Regions from separate parts of the Sus scrofa genome. Here all the other regions are linked to region 1. A link is a contact called in public Hi-C data. All regions are on one chromosome and are shown on one strand. The core of a region is the stretch at or near the end of the contact, and the rest is flanking DNA. Distances in the headings are between cores, read along the strand shown.

Region 1 (4,254 bases), core at 1,066-3,565:
ATGTGGCTGGGGGAGGGCATCCCTATCCGAGCCCAGGAGTTCGCTCCTGCCCCAAGGACTTCCTTTTTTTTTTGGTCTTTTTGAGGCTGCACCCACGGCATATGGAGGTTCCCAGGCTAGAGGGTGAATCAGAGTTACAGCTGCCAGCCTACACCACAGCAATAGCAACGCAGGATCCAAGCTGCGTCTGTGACCTACACCATAACTCGAGGTAATGCTGGATCCTTAACCCACTGAACAGGGCCAGTGATCGAACCCACATCCTCATGGATACTAGTCCGGTTCATTAACTGCTGAGCCAAGACAGGAACTCCTCCTGACCCAAGGACTTCTGGTTAATCCTTCCAACGCGGTTGTATGCGTACTTCACACTCAACCACAGATTGGGACGCCTGCCCTCCAAACTACCCAGGTGGCTTCCATCACAGGAAATTGTTCATTACACCAGAACCCCACTTTCTAGAACTCAGTGATGCATCCGTTGACAAAAATCCCTGGTACATTTTTCTTATCCCATATATTTTGCATGGTTGTGTTTTCATTGGTACATACTTTTCAGAGTCTAGAAAATTCAACTTATTTATCTATTTCTTACTCATTATTCACTTTTAAAATCATCAAAAATTGCATTCGATAAATATCCATAAAATTATTACATCACGGGCCTATACACAGAAGTCAAGTAATAAAATGGGTTGAAAAAGAAAACAGTTATAGTAGGAGATTTAAGCTAAGGAAGTAATGAAATTAAGCATGAAGATTAGCTTTGAGCTTCCTGACGATAACATAGAAGAGGAAAAAAAAGAAGTTGGGCTGCATCTGTTCCATTATTTAATTAAAGAGAACACATAGATACATTAAGAGATGTTGCCTTGCTAAATTTCAAGGAGGAATTATTTGCAAAAACTGAATTTAAATGCGGCGATTGGAGCTCCCATAGTGGCTCAGTGGAAACAAATCTGACTGGTATCCATGAGGACACCGTTTGATCCCTGGCCTTGCTCAGTGGGTTAAGGATCTGGCATTGCCATGAGCTGTGCTGTCTGTCGCAGACGTGGCTCGGATCTGGCCATTGCTGTGTGTGTGGCGTAGGCTGGCGGCTACAGCTCAGATTCAATCCCTAGTCTAGGAACCTCCATAGGCCGCGGGTGCGGCCCTAAAAAGACAAAAATATGTAAATAAATAAATGTGGCATTTTAAGAATTCATCTCCTATGTGTATAAGGCCATATATATATACATACATATATATATGTGTGTATATATATATATATATATATATATATCTTTTTTTTTTTTTTTTGTCTTTTTAGGGCCACCCCTGTGGCATATGGAAGTTCCCAGGCTAGGGGTCAAATTGGAGCCATAGCTGCCAGCCTATGCCACAGCCACAGCAAGAACTGAGCCATGTCTTTGACCTACAGGACAGCTCATGGAGATGCCAGATCCTTAACCCACTGAGCGAGGCCAGGGGTTGAACTTGCGTCCTCATGGATACTAGTCGGATTTGTTTCCGATGAGCCACGATGGGAACTCTTCTCTAGGTCTCTTTGTGTATCTGTGCATTTCATAGATTAAAAAAAAGAAATTCTGGGGCGTTCCCTTTGTGGCTCACGTGACTAGGATCCATGAGGTTGCGGGTTCGATCCCTGGCCTCGCTCAGTGGGTTAAGGATCCAGCATTGCAGCGAGCCGTGGTGTGAGTCACAAACGTGACTCGGAACTGGCCTTACTGTGGCTGTGCTGTAGGCCAGCAGCTGCAGCTCTGATTTGATCCTTAGCCTGGAAACTTGCATATGCCGCCAGGGAGGCCATTAAAAAGGTCAAAAAAAATTAAAAATTTTTAAAAAATAAAGTAAATCTGTCGGGAGCCTTTGCCAGACCTCATCTGTTTCAGTTTATGGAAATGGCTGCCTCTCCTGAGAAAGGGCTGGTGGGAAGGACGGGGGCAAAGGTAACCCCTGTCCCCAGGGACCTCTGCACGCTTCGTCCTGCTGGGTAGCCGAGCTGATCCTCTGCAGGCCTAGTGTTTCATAATCTGGGACCTTTGGCCACTGGTGGGGCCTGGGATCCAGGTGCCTGAGGAAATCTCTTTGGCACCCAGGTGCCCTGCAGCCAGAGTATCCGGGTTTAAACCCACCCCATGGGCCAAGCCTGGCATATGACTGGGCGCCTGCTCAGCTCCCATTTGGCACTGCAGTTCTTTGCCGGCCCTGGAACCCTGCCCCAAACCACTGCTGCCTGGCTCAGGGCCTGACCCTCTGCCCGCTCCCTGCCACACTACACTCCCTCTCTCTGGAGGGCTGGTCTTTGCCCCAGAGCCCTTCCGTCAGCTGCCTCCAGGGGCACTGCTTCCACCCAGAGGGCCCAGGCTTTCCTCCCCATCAAGCCCTTTGCCTGTGTGAATATTCCTCTTCCCAGACACCCTCACCATCGCATTCTTCCACCTCTTTGATTAAATACCCTGCCAGGTTAGACTCCGGGCCACCAAACTCCGGGGGAGTCAGGAGGTAGATTCCAGGCTGTCCCCGTTTGAAGCCAGCCCAGGTCAGTCCTGGATCCTCCCTTCTCCCCCCTGAACCATTGCTGAAAAGCTTATGAGGAGTTCCCATCGTGGCTCAGTGGAAATGAATCTGACTAGTATCCATGAGGACACAGCTTCGATCCCCCTCCTCGCTCAGTGGGTTAAGGATCCGGCGTTGTCGTGAGCTGCAGGGTAGGTCACAGACTCAGCTCAGATCCCGAATTGCTGTGGCTGTGGTGTAGGCTGGCAGCTGCAGCTCCAATTCCACCCCTAGCCTGGGAACCTCCATATGCCTCGGGTGCGGCCCTAAAAAGACCAAAAAAAAAAAAAAAAAAAAAAAAAAAAAAAAAAAGAAAAGGTTACGAAAGCAGATGGAGGGCTCGTCATTCCTAGAGCGCAGACCACATGGAGGGTGTGTCCAGGCACCCGAACATCTGGGGGTTGTTGGCGGGACCTTGACTTTGGACCAGAGCAGGGGGAGGAGGCTGTTCTTTAAGCCCCCAAACAGACAGAAGGGATTCAAAAGGGTCCAGAAGTACACTGCATTGGCGTAAATAAGGTTTGCAGACTTCGGCTGGCCACACCACCGCAGCTAAACTAAGAACTTGGGCCTGTGACCTCTCCTTGGAGGGAAATACAGGGAAAAGATGCCCCGCCCCCAATCCTGCCCTTTGGGGTAAAGAATACCTTCTGATATTAAATCCAAGGTTGAGAGCGAGGAGAACTGTGGGACTGTAACAGCCTCTTGCATCCTGCTGAAGGAGGGTTTATACGGCCCCAGCAATGGCAGGGCCAGAAAGAGTTGTGATCTTTGGGGATCCATTGGGGAACCCCGCCAAGCCGGGGATGTGGGGCTCCCTGGGGCTGAAATGTCCCAGAGAGGACCAGCCACCAAGACAGCCAGAGCCATGTCCCCATCTGCTTGAAAGAAAGAGGTGTTTGTAATTGATCAAAGCAAGTCTGCGGTGCCTGGTCCATAGGAGACCCTCAATAAGCCTTCACAGCAGGAAAACAGGATGGAGGTTTCTCAAAACACTAAAAATAAAAGTGCCATAGGATCCAGCAATCCCACTTCTGGCATCTATCCAGAGAAAACCATGACTTAAAAAGATATATGTACCCCGATATTCACTGCAGCACTATTTACAGTAGCCAAGACATAGAAGCAACCTAAATGTCCATCAGCTGATGAATGGATAAAGATGTGGTACATATATACAGTGGAATACTACTCAGCCATAAAAAGGAATGAAATAATGCCATTTGCAGCAACATGGATGGACCTAGAAATGATCATACTAAGCGAAGATAGACAGTGAAAGAAAAACATCGTATGATACATGTGGAACCTAAAAAAAAGAAAAAAAAAGGATGCAAATGAACTTATTTGCAGAACTGAAATAGACACAGACTTTGAAAAACTAATGGTTACCAAAGGGGACAGGTCAGGGGTCGGGAGGGGATGGACTGGGGGTTTGGGATGGAAATGTTCTAAAATTAGGTTGTGATGATGGTTGTACAACCTTAAATATAATACAGTTCAGTGAATTTTTTTTTTTTTTGGTCTTTTTGCCTTTTCTAGGGCCACATCCAGGCATATGGAGGTTCCCAGGTTAGGGGTTGAATCAGAGCTGTAGCCACGCACCTATGCCAGAGCCACAGCAACTGGGATCTGAACTGCATTTGTGGCCTACACCACAGCTCACGGCAACACCAGATCCTTAACCCACTG
Region 2 (4,121 bases), core at 767-3,266, 140 kb after region 1:
ATCTTTTTGAAAACCCATGAATACAGAGAATTGCTTATTTTAAAATTTAAAATACAATTTTCAAAAAATTTAAGTAAAAAACTTAGAAAAGCAAATATTCTAGAATTGGAAGTATAGAGGTTTTAGGATTTTGGTATATGCTCTTTTTTATTACTATTTTTGAGTACATATATTCATAAAATAAGCATGAAGAGAGTTCCTGTCGTGGCGTAGTGGAAATGAATCTGACTAGGAACCATGAGGTTGCAGGTTCAATCCCTGGCCTTGCTCAGTGGGTTAAGGATCCAGTGTTGCTGTGGCTGTGGTGTAGGCTGACTGCTGCAGCTCCGATTACATACACCCCTAGCCTGGGAACCTCCATATGCCGCAGGCACAGCCCTCAAAAGATGAAAATAAATAAATAAATACATAAAATAAAGTAAGCATGAAGGCCGCAAGCAATTTTAAGGAACTTACCCATATTGCGTTGTTGTCAACACTGCTCCACTCTTTTCCTTTTCAAGTTTTAACTTTTTCTTCCTTTCGATATTAGCCAGAGTTGGGTAGTTTCTAGACAACAAAAAGAAGTGCATTTTAAAAGGGCTTTTAGAGGCCAGCTGTAATTATGCAATCAAGCAGTTACTGCTTTAACCATTTTTGTTTACCTGATGACTAATACAATAAATTGATAAAAACTTTTAATTCTTTCTATGAACTTTTAATTCATCCCTTTTTAAGGGTGAAAAAGCAGGCTACAATGATGCTACTCAAAGCATAGAACAGCTGCCAGTCCACTAACTTTGCTACCAGTCTGTTACCAGGTAAGGAGCTTACAGCAGAATTCAAATCAAATGTCATATCAAGTGGTGTAGTTCATTTATTTGGCACATACCCATAAACATTATAAGAAAATGTATTTTTTTACTTGTACTTATGCAAATACATACTAGTAGGTACATCCAGAGTTACTAAGGAAGAAACAGTCCTCAAAAATGGTACAGTCTAGCAAGAAGCATAAAAAGAAGGACAGTTATTTCTGAAGAACAGCTGTAATAAAGGGCAAAATATAATAAGCAACCCAAGGAGTAGAAAGATGGGAGGATGGGAAGGAAAGATCCTATCTAGATGGATATAGCCACAAAGGAACATGAAAAGCGCTGGCCTTAAATGGTCTTAACAGACAGAAATAAGATGGAAAAGTTTCAGGGTGTTCCAGGCAAAGCAAACAGCGTGTAGACAAACCAAGGCCTCGGAAAGCGTGAGATATCCAAGGAATGGCAAATGGTTTGTTTTCTAAGAGACATATAGTTATAGGCAATCAGATCAGCAAGGGAGGCTGGGGCCAAAATGGCCTTGAATGCCAAACCAGAAAGCTTATATACAATTTGGCGGCAATGGGGAGCCACTGAAAGTTATCAACAGGGAGAGATATGAAGGAGGCAGTGGGTAAGATTAAATCTGACAGCAATGTGCAAGATGAATTGCTCTGACAAAGCTTTCTTTGTTCCTTCGCACAGGTGTGTGGAGATGGAGACACCAAACTTCGGTGGTGAGAGCATCAGATCCTACAAGCATAAAAGGCATGGGGGCGGGGGGACACAGCTCTCTACCACTCAGCCTGGCTGCTCACCAGAGGAAAGTTTGAGAAACATCAACAAAGCATGTTCTGCCATTGTTTCGAGGACACTGTTTCCACCCTCGTCTTTTTTTTAACATCTGCATCACTGATTTGGATAGCACAGACAACATGAAGCCCATGGACACACTGGAAGATGAGAATGGAAATGACATTGAGTAAGAGGTGAAGTAATCAGAAAAAAAGGCAATGAATTTCAATGAGAACAGTGCAAAGCCATTATCCAGCCAAGAAAAATAAACTCCATAAATAAAAGATGATTAATGTACAAGCTATAAATAAACATAAGACGAAACGATCAAGGTCACGGGAGATAAAAATCTGACAGCCAGTCAGCACCACATGACTACGCTTTTGGAAAGGAAACATAATCTAGGTTATATGAGATGGAGTCTGGCACAGGTATGAGTGTGAAATCATCCCCTCATGATACTCAAAAGTGATCAGAAACTCTCAGGGCACCACGTCCAGTTTTGTACTGCTAAACTGAAAAGGAATGCTGAGGGAAAATAAAACTTGGAAGGGGTTCAGAAGAGACTCAAAGATGATTAACAGGATGAAAAATAAAACCTCTGAGGAAAGATGAAAGGATCTGGAACTATTTGCAACCTTTAAAAGAGGAAGAGAAGTGACAATAAACGATCTGATGGAGAAGATGGCAGCCAGCTGTTGGCAATCTGAAGACAGACTACACAGAAGTGGAAATGATGAGAAAAAAGGTGATGACTTTCACAGGCCCCACAGTGTCTAGACGTGTAACTCACAGCTACTCAACACCCTTCACTTCTCTGAAATTCACTTATTCTTACTACTTGTGTTTCTTTAACATTTTTTCTTCTGAGTATTGCAGGCCAGCCCTTAATATGTTGGGCCATATGCTAAACATGAAATACTTGGTCCTTCACTGTCTCATCTATAAACAAGCACACATTCTGTAACTGCTTCTCAATGGTAAGGAATAGAAACGTCTGTCATAGCAAGTGGATTTTAGGTGAGATGTGAGAAAGAATTCCTTAAACGAGATATCAGGATATTGTGAGAACTCCTTTGATGGAAGTCTCCAAAGCAGCTCACTTTTTCCTTCTGGCTGATTATAGGTATCACTTTCCTAAAGCTAAGGGATCTTTATATCCCTGCCAAAGTTATAAGATTCTATTTTACAGAGTTCCCATTGTGACTCAATGGATTAAGAACCTGACATTGTATCTATCCATAAGGAGGCAGGTTCAATCCCTGGCCTCACTCAATGGGTTAAGGATCCGGCATTGCTCTAAGCTGCAGCACTGGTTGCAGATGCGGCTAGGATCCCACATTGCTGTGGCTGTGGTGTAGGCAGGAGGCTGCAGCTCTGATTTGACTCCTAGCCCAGAAACTTCCATATGCTGTGAATGCGGCCATAAAAAGAAAAAAAAAAAAGATTCTATTTTTCAGTGCTTAAATTAATAAAATCTTCCAAAAGGCATACCATTCTTATTTATACAGAACCTAGAGACAAAAACCAGAGTACACAAGGCTGCTAGAAAGCAAATTACTCCCCCCCAAAGGGAAACACAACTTAGTCACTCATACAACAATAACCAGGAAGCCCCTTCAAGAATAAGGAAAAGTCTGGATCTTTGATAAAGGGCCCAGGTCAGGTTTCTAAAGTAGATAAATCCAAAGCAAACTGTTGAAAAAAAATCACCAATTGTCTTATACTGCACAACTACACACCAGTAAAACTTAGCTCACTATCTCCTGATAGAGAACAGAGGTTAGGAAGCTATAAAGTGGTACTTTCACAGTTGGTTTCTCTATTTTTACCTCCTAAAATTGCTTTTCTCTCTACCTCCATCTTTCTCCAGCACCCCAAAAGAGATTGGCCCTGAAACCATATGCTATTTTTCTTTCTCTCTTCTCTTTCATTTCTCATCTCCTCTTTGCCGTCCCCTTGCCTAAACTTTAAGCCTCGAGGGACAAGCCTTAAGTCCCAGAGTCAATAACTGGGCCACACGGAACCAACCACTATCTTAGCACATTTCCTTCCTGGCTACGTCTTCCTCTTTCCTTATCCTCAAATCACCACCCATTCATTGGCTTTTCCCCTAAGTCTGTTCTCTAGAAAAACCCAATCCCTCTTTACTCTCACCGAACCACAACTGTTTCAACACAGGCTATAGCACTGCATTTTTATTTCAAAGTCTTTTTGAACCTCAAAAAGATGTGGCATTCTTTAGGAATATACCCCTCTGGTGGAATTCTGAAAGAAACAGGGACACAATTATACAGGGTTTCCTCAGAGCCACAGTAACTACTGAAGTTAAGTTCACAAAACTACTCCACCTAGTGGACTCCCTATCTGCTATGAAGTATGTTTCACTATCTCTAAAACTGAGGTTTTAGAAACAAACCTCTCCCACCCACTTTCCCTCAGGCCAAATCATACAGCATTTATACCTAATAAGACAGGAATTAAGAATCACTTTGGGGGGAGGGAGTCACTTTTGGGAGTTCCCGATGTGGCTCA
Region 3 (4,137 bases), core at 647-3,146, 150 kb before region 1:
TGTGATCTAAATCTATTAAATCATGACAGAGGGCATAAAACTGCAGTTGCTCACTGAATTAGTTACTAGAACAAAAAGGGGAAAAAAAGAAGCTAATCGGAAGAAGAAATGCGATCCCACTTTTAACACATTTATCTTCATTAATAATCAAAGAGCACAGTAACACAGAGCAAATTAGCGAATTAGCCCCCCCCCCAAAATAGATACAATAATAATCCAGGCCAGGGAAATGAATGTTCTCATACATTGCTAATCAAAGTTACCATCAAGGCTGTTTTGAGAAGGAATTTGTCAGTGAACACCTAGAGTAGTAAAAACATGTTTACGCTTCTCCCCAGTAACTTCACTTCTATGCATTAATCCGAAGAAAACACTCCTAAATGCATAAAAAGATTCATGCACAAACACGAATGCTTATTCAAGCACTGTTTACAATGGAAGAGGGAAAAAAAAAAAAAAAAAAAGGAAATGAATGCCCGGCAGTAAGAAAATAAACTCTGGTACATCCGTAAAATGTTTGTATACAGGAGGTAAAAAATGTTTTGGAAGAAACTTGTGATGACAGGGGAAGATGCTGAGTGAAAGAATTATGGGTAAGTGTTTATACCGGGTATCATAACACTGGATATTTCCAAACAACACAAACAAAAATCTCTGCCTAGAATTTCTCTACTTTTGTGTCCCTGTAATAGGAGGGGGAGGGAGTAATTTAGCAATAAATTAACTCTCATTTTCATTTGGGAGAAGAGAGTAGAGAATGTATGAACTTCATAAAACATCCACCAGCTGCCTGACTTTAATTTCCCCATTAGGTGGTTGGTACCTTGAGGTCAGGAGCTGCATCTGATTTCTTTATCTCTAAGACTCAGCACATAGTTGACACATAGTACTTGCTCAATATGGAAATCTAGGAGTTCCCATTGTGGCCCAGTGATTAATGAATCCAGCTAGAAACCATGAGGTGGCGAGTTTGATCCCTGCCCTTGCTCAGTGGGTTAAGGATCCAGCGTTGCCATGAGCTGCGGTGTAGGCCGCAGGCGCGGCTTGGATCTGGCGTTGCAGTGGCTGTGGTGTAGGCTGGTGGCTACAGCTCCGATTTGACCCCTGGCCTGGGAACCTCCATATGCCGTGGGAGCGCCCCAAGAAATGGCAAAAAGACAAAAACAAAAAAACAAAAAAACAAAAAAAACGGAAAGCTAAGTAACAGCTTTCTAAACAAAAAGAAATGTACACCAACTTTTTAACACTCAAGAACCAGCCAATCAAGCCAAAAGTCTGGGATTCTGTGACGGAGTATTTGATTAGGATTAAAAATAAATGATACTGACAAATAAATGCCTCTTTTTCCTAATTTCTAGGGAAATGGTTTCATGAATATAGGTTTTAATGCAAACACAGGAGGACTGATCCAATGTGCTTAGGTGAAGAGCTTGGATAGCAATTTCAGGTAAAGAGGAACCGCCCAACCAGAGGCCACAGTTAGAAACTCCCCATCCCTTAAATGCGCCTGTCCCCCAGCCCTCTACCTTCAGCCTTCTGCTCTTTTCACTGTACACACACTTCCTGGGTGATCATGGCTACGCGCGCGATCACCTCTGCGCTCACACCTTTCAATATCACCATGAAAGCAACAGCATCCCCCCCCCCCAAATCAGTATCTTCCATTCAGAATTTTATCCCTGTCTCTGGGCTCAAATTAGAATGCTCCTTGGCCATCTCTACAGGAATGTTTGTTTGAAATTCAACATGCTTAAAAATAATTTTGACTTGGAGTGCCCGTCATGGCTCAGCAGAAACGAATCTGACTGGTATCCATGAGGACGCAGGTGTGATCCCTGGCCTGGTTCAGTGGGTTACGGATCCAGCATTGCTGTGACCTGTGGTATAGGTTGCAGACTCTGCTCAGATCAAGTTGCTGTGGTGTAGGTCAATGGTTACAGCTCCAATTCAACCCCTAGCCTGGGAACCTCCATGTATTGCAGGTACAGCCCCCTCCCAAAAAAAGGTAATTTCGTCTTCCTCTGGATACCTGTTTCTTCTATATTTCCTTCTTCTTCGAGACAGAAATACTTCCCTCCTAGAAAACCAGATATATCTTAACATAACCCTTTCCTACACCTACATCCATCACCTAACAAGACAGACTTCCTAAACCTTCCATAGCGCAGCCTCTTTTTCGCATCTCTAAGGCCACTGTCCTTACTTAGGGCCACTTCAGGGCTTGCCTGAATCCTGAAATTGCCTCCTTGTTGATTTTCTTGCCTCTAGCCCTAATTCTCAACAGTCGTCTTCAGAGATCCGCTTAAACGTCACCTCAGGTCGGTCTTCCCTGCTCCCCCAGACCAGGGGACTTAACTTCGACCAATCCACAGCAATCGTCTACCTCCTGTCCTCAGACTTCTTAAAAGGTTCCTGCAGTGAAAATCCACCCTAGAAAGTCGGCTCCTACATCAGGGATGGAGCTGCCTTTCTCGTGCTGTTCTGCCATATTTCACCTAGGGCTCCGTTAAAATGACTTCGTGTATAGGATCGAAAATGTGGCTAACAGTAACGATTGACTCGCCCCTGGAGGTCTTGCAGAGGAACCTATCGACTTGTTCTACCATATGCAGGGGCTTTTTGTGAGCAGTACAATACGAATTAACTTCAATCTCACTGATCATTCTCTGTCATGCATTTTCTTAAGTCACCGTACACAAAAAACACAAAGACCCATGAAGTTTTTTTGATATTATAAGTCTTCATACTTTAAAAGCTGGAGACGAACAGATTAGGAAGAAAGTGGCCTGGCAAAATAGAAATATTTCACAAAAGAAAGTGCTCTTGAAAAGTATGAATTGACTGGAACAGAGATCGGCTTCTAAAACCAGCTGATGTTTCCATTTTGATTCATAAACCATTGGAAACTGGAACAGCTACCAGGAGACATAGCCAACTACAGTCGCCCTAAGCAATGTCAGCCAGGGCTGTGCTGAACCACAGAAGAGAACTGTCTTATCTCTTCCACTTTCTCCTAGTTTAGCTAATTAAGATCCTTGGGAGAAGAGAATTCAGATGACAAGTGACCTCAGTAGGCATGAACAAACCCAGACACCAATTAAAAACTGCTTTGATGGATAAACCTACACTAAACTCTAACGAATGCGGCAGAAAAGTTTGGGGAAATTCCTTTCAACATCTGGGTAGCTACAGCATGATAACTAAGAAGGAAATCGAAAAATGTTACCTTTTCTATTTTTTTTCATCTTTTCTTTTATCACCCTTAAGACTCAAAACCTTGAAGGATGTTCTAATTAAAACCCCTTCTGAGAATGATCTGATTATCTGAAGAAAAAATAAATTATTCATTAACTGTTGTCAGAATTACTAGAAGCCATCTACAAAAGAGATAAAGTCGGATTTACTCAGTGAACCAAAATGAACTACAAAGGGGTCAAATATTTATATAGAAAAAAATGAAGTCAATAGTCAAAGTAAACATAATACCTTTACACCCTTGGAGTAAAAGTCTTTCTAACTCAAAATTTTAGTCATAAGAGGAAACTTTGATGAATTTGACTGCATAAAAAGGAAAACCCTCTGCCTGTTCCCCTCCCCAAAATCTGCTCTGAGCAAAATCAAAAGACAAATGTCCAAGTGAGAAAAATATCGGCTACTCTTCATATCACCGACAAAGGGCTAATCAAAAAAAGAAAAACCATCTCAATAGAAAATAGGCAGAAAATATGAACAGGTAGTTCAAGGAAACAAAAACATATGAAAAGAAGCTTAAAGTCACTCACAAGAAATACGTAAATCAAAACTGCTCTGAGGAGTTCCCACTGTGGCCCAGTGGAAACGAATCCCACTAGTATCCACAAGGACGCAGGTTCGATCCCTGGCCTTGCTCAGTGGGTTAAGGATCCAGGGTTGCCGTGGTCTGTGGTGTAGGACACAGACAAGGCTCAGATCCGGCATTACTTGTGGCTGTGGCGGGGGCCAGCAGCTGCAGCTCCAATTTGACCCCTAACCTGGGAACTTCCACATACTGCAGGTATGGCCCTAAAAAAAAAACCAAACAACAACAAAACAAAAACAAACAAATAAACTGCTCTGAGATACAATGTTCACCTAACGGATAGGCAAAAAATCTATAAA

What was found. A called contact is a pair of places that touch in the nucleus more often than the background predicts.
Region 2: a contact with region 1 is called in a Hi-C map of skeletal muscle, with 13 times the contacts expected there. The contact joins two enhancer-like sites. A contact is called at or near these places in 4 of 47 Hi-C or Micro-C datasets (embryonic fibroblasts, psoas muscle and skeletal muscle) and 1 of 2 datasets of contacts at active chromatin or transcription factors (skeletal muscle).
Region 3: a Hi-C map of skeletal muscle shows a contact between it and region 1, with 4 times the contacts expected there. The contact joins two enhancer-like sites. A contact is called at or near these places in 2 of 47 Hi-C or Micro-C datasets (embryonic fibroblasts and skeletal muscle).

Annotation. Positions count from the first base shown.
Region 1 is chr11:22,422,687-22,426,940 of Sscrofa11.1, reverse strand. No RefSeq gene overlaps it. Among named protein-coding and RNA genes, the nearest start is that of TSC22D1, 94 kb to the left of the region's middle. Within about 2 kb of position 2,315, at least 8 of the 83 cell types and tissues checked have an H3K27ac peak or open chromatin away from gene starts, as enhancers often do. A contact at or near this core is called in skeletal muscle, where this site is marked.
Region 2 is chr11:22,281,031-22,285,151 of Sscrofa11.1, reverse strand. NUFIP1 (nuclear fragile X mental retardation-interacting protein 1) reads right to left here. Exons shown (of 10, transcript XM_001927425.5): 6 at 457-549. LOC102159419 reads left to right here. Exons shown (of 3, transcript XM_021065393.1): 3 at 718-1,933. Among named protein-coding and RNA genes, the nearest start is that of NUFIP1, 16 kb to the right of the region's middle. Within about 2 kb of position 2,016, at least 5 of the 83 cell types and tissues checked have an H3K27ac peak or open chromatin away from gene starts, as enhancers often do. A contact at or near this core is called in skeletal muscle, where this site is marked.
Region 3 is chr11:22,574,525-22,578,661 of Sscrofa11.1, reverse strand. All of the region lies in intron 1 of TSC22D1 (TSC22 domain family protein 1), which reads right to left. Among named protein-coding and RNA genes, the nearest start is that of TSC22D1, 58 kb to the right of the region's middle. Within about 2 kb of position 1,896, at least 2 of the 83 cell types and tissues checked have an H3K27ac peak or open chromatin away from gene starts, as enhancers often do. A contact at or near this core is called in skeletal muscle, where this site is marked.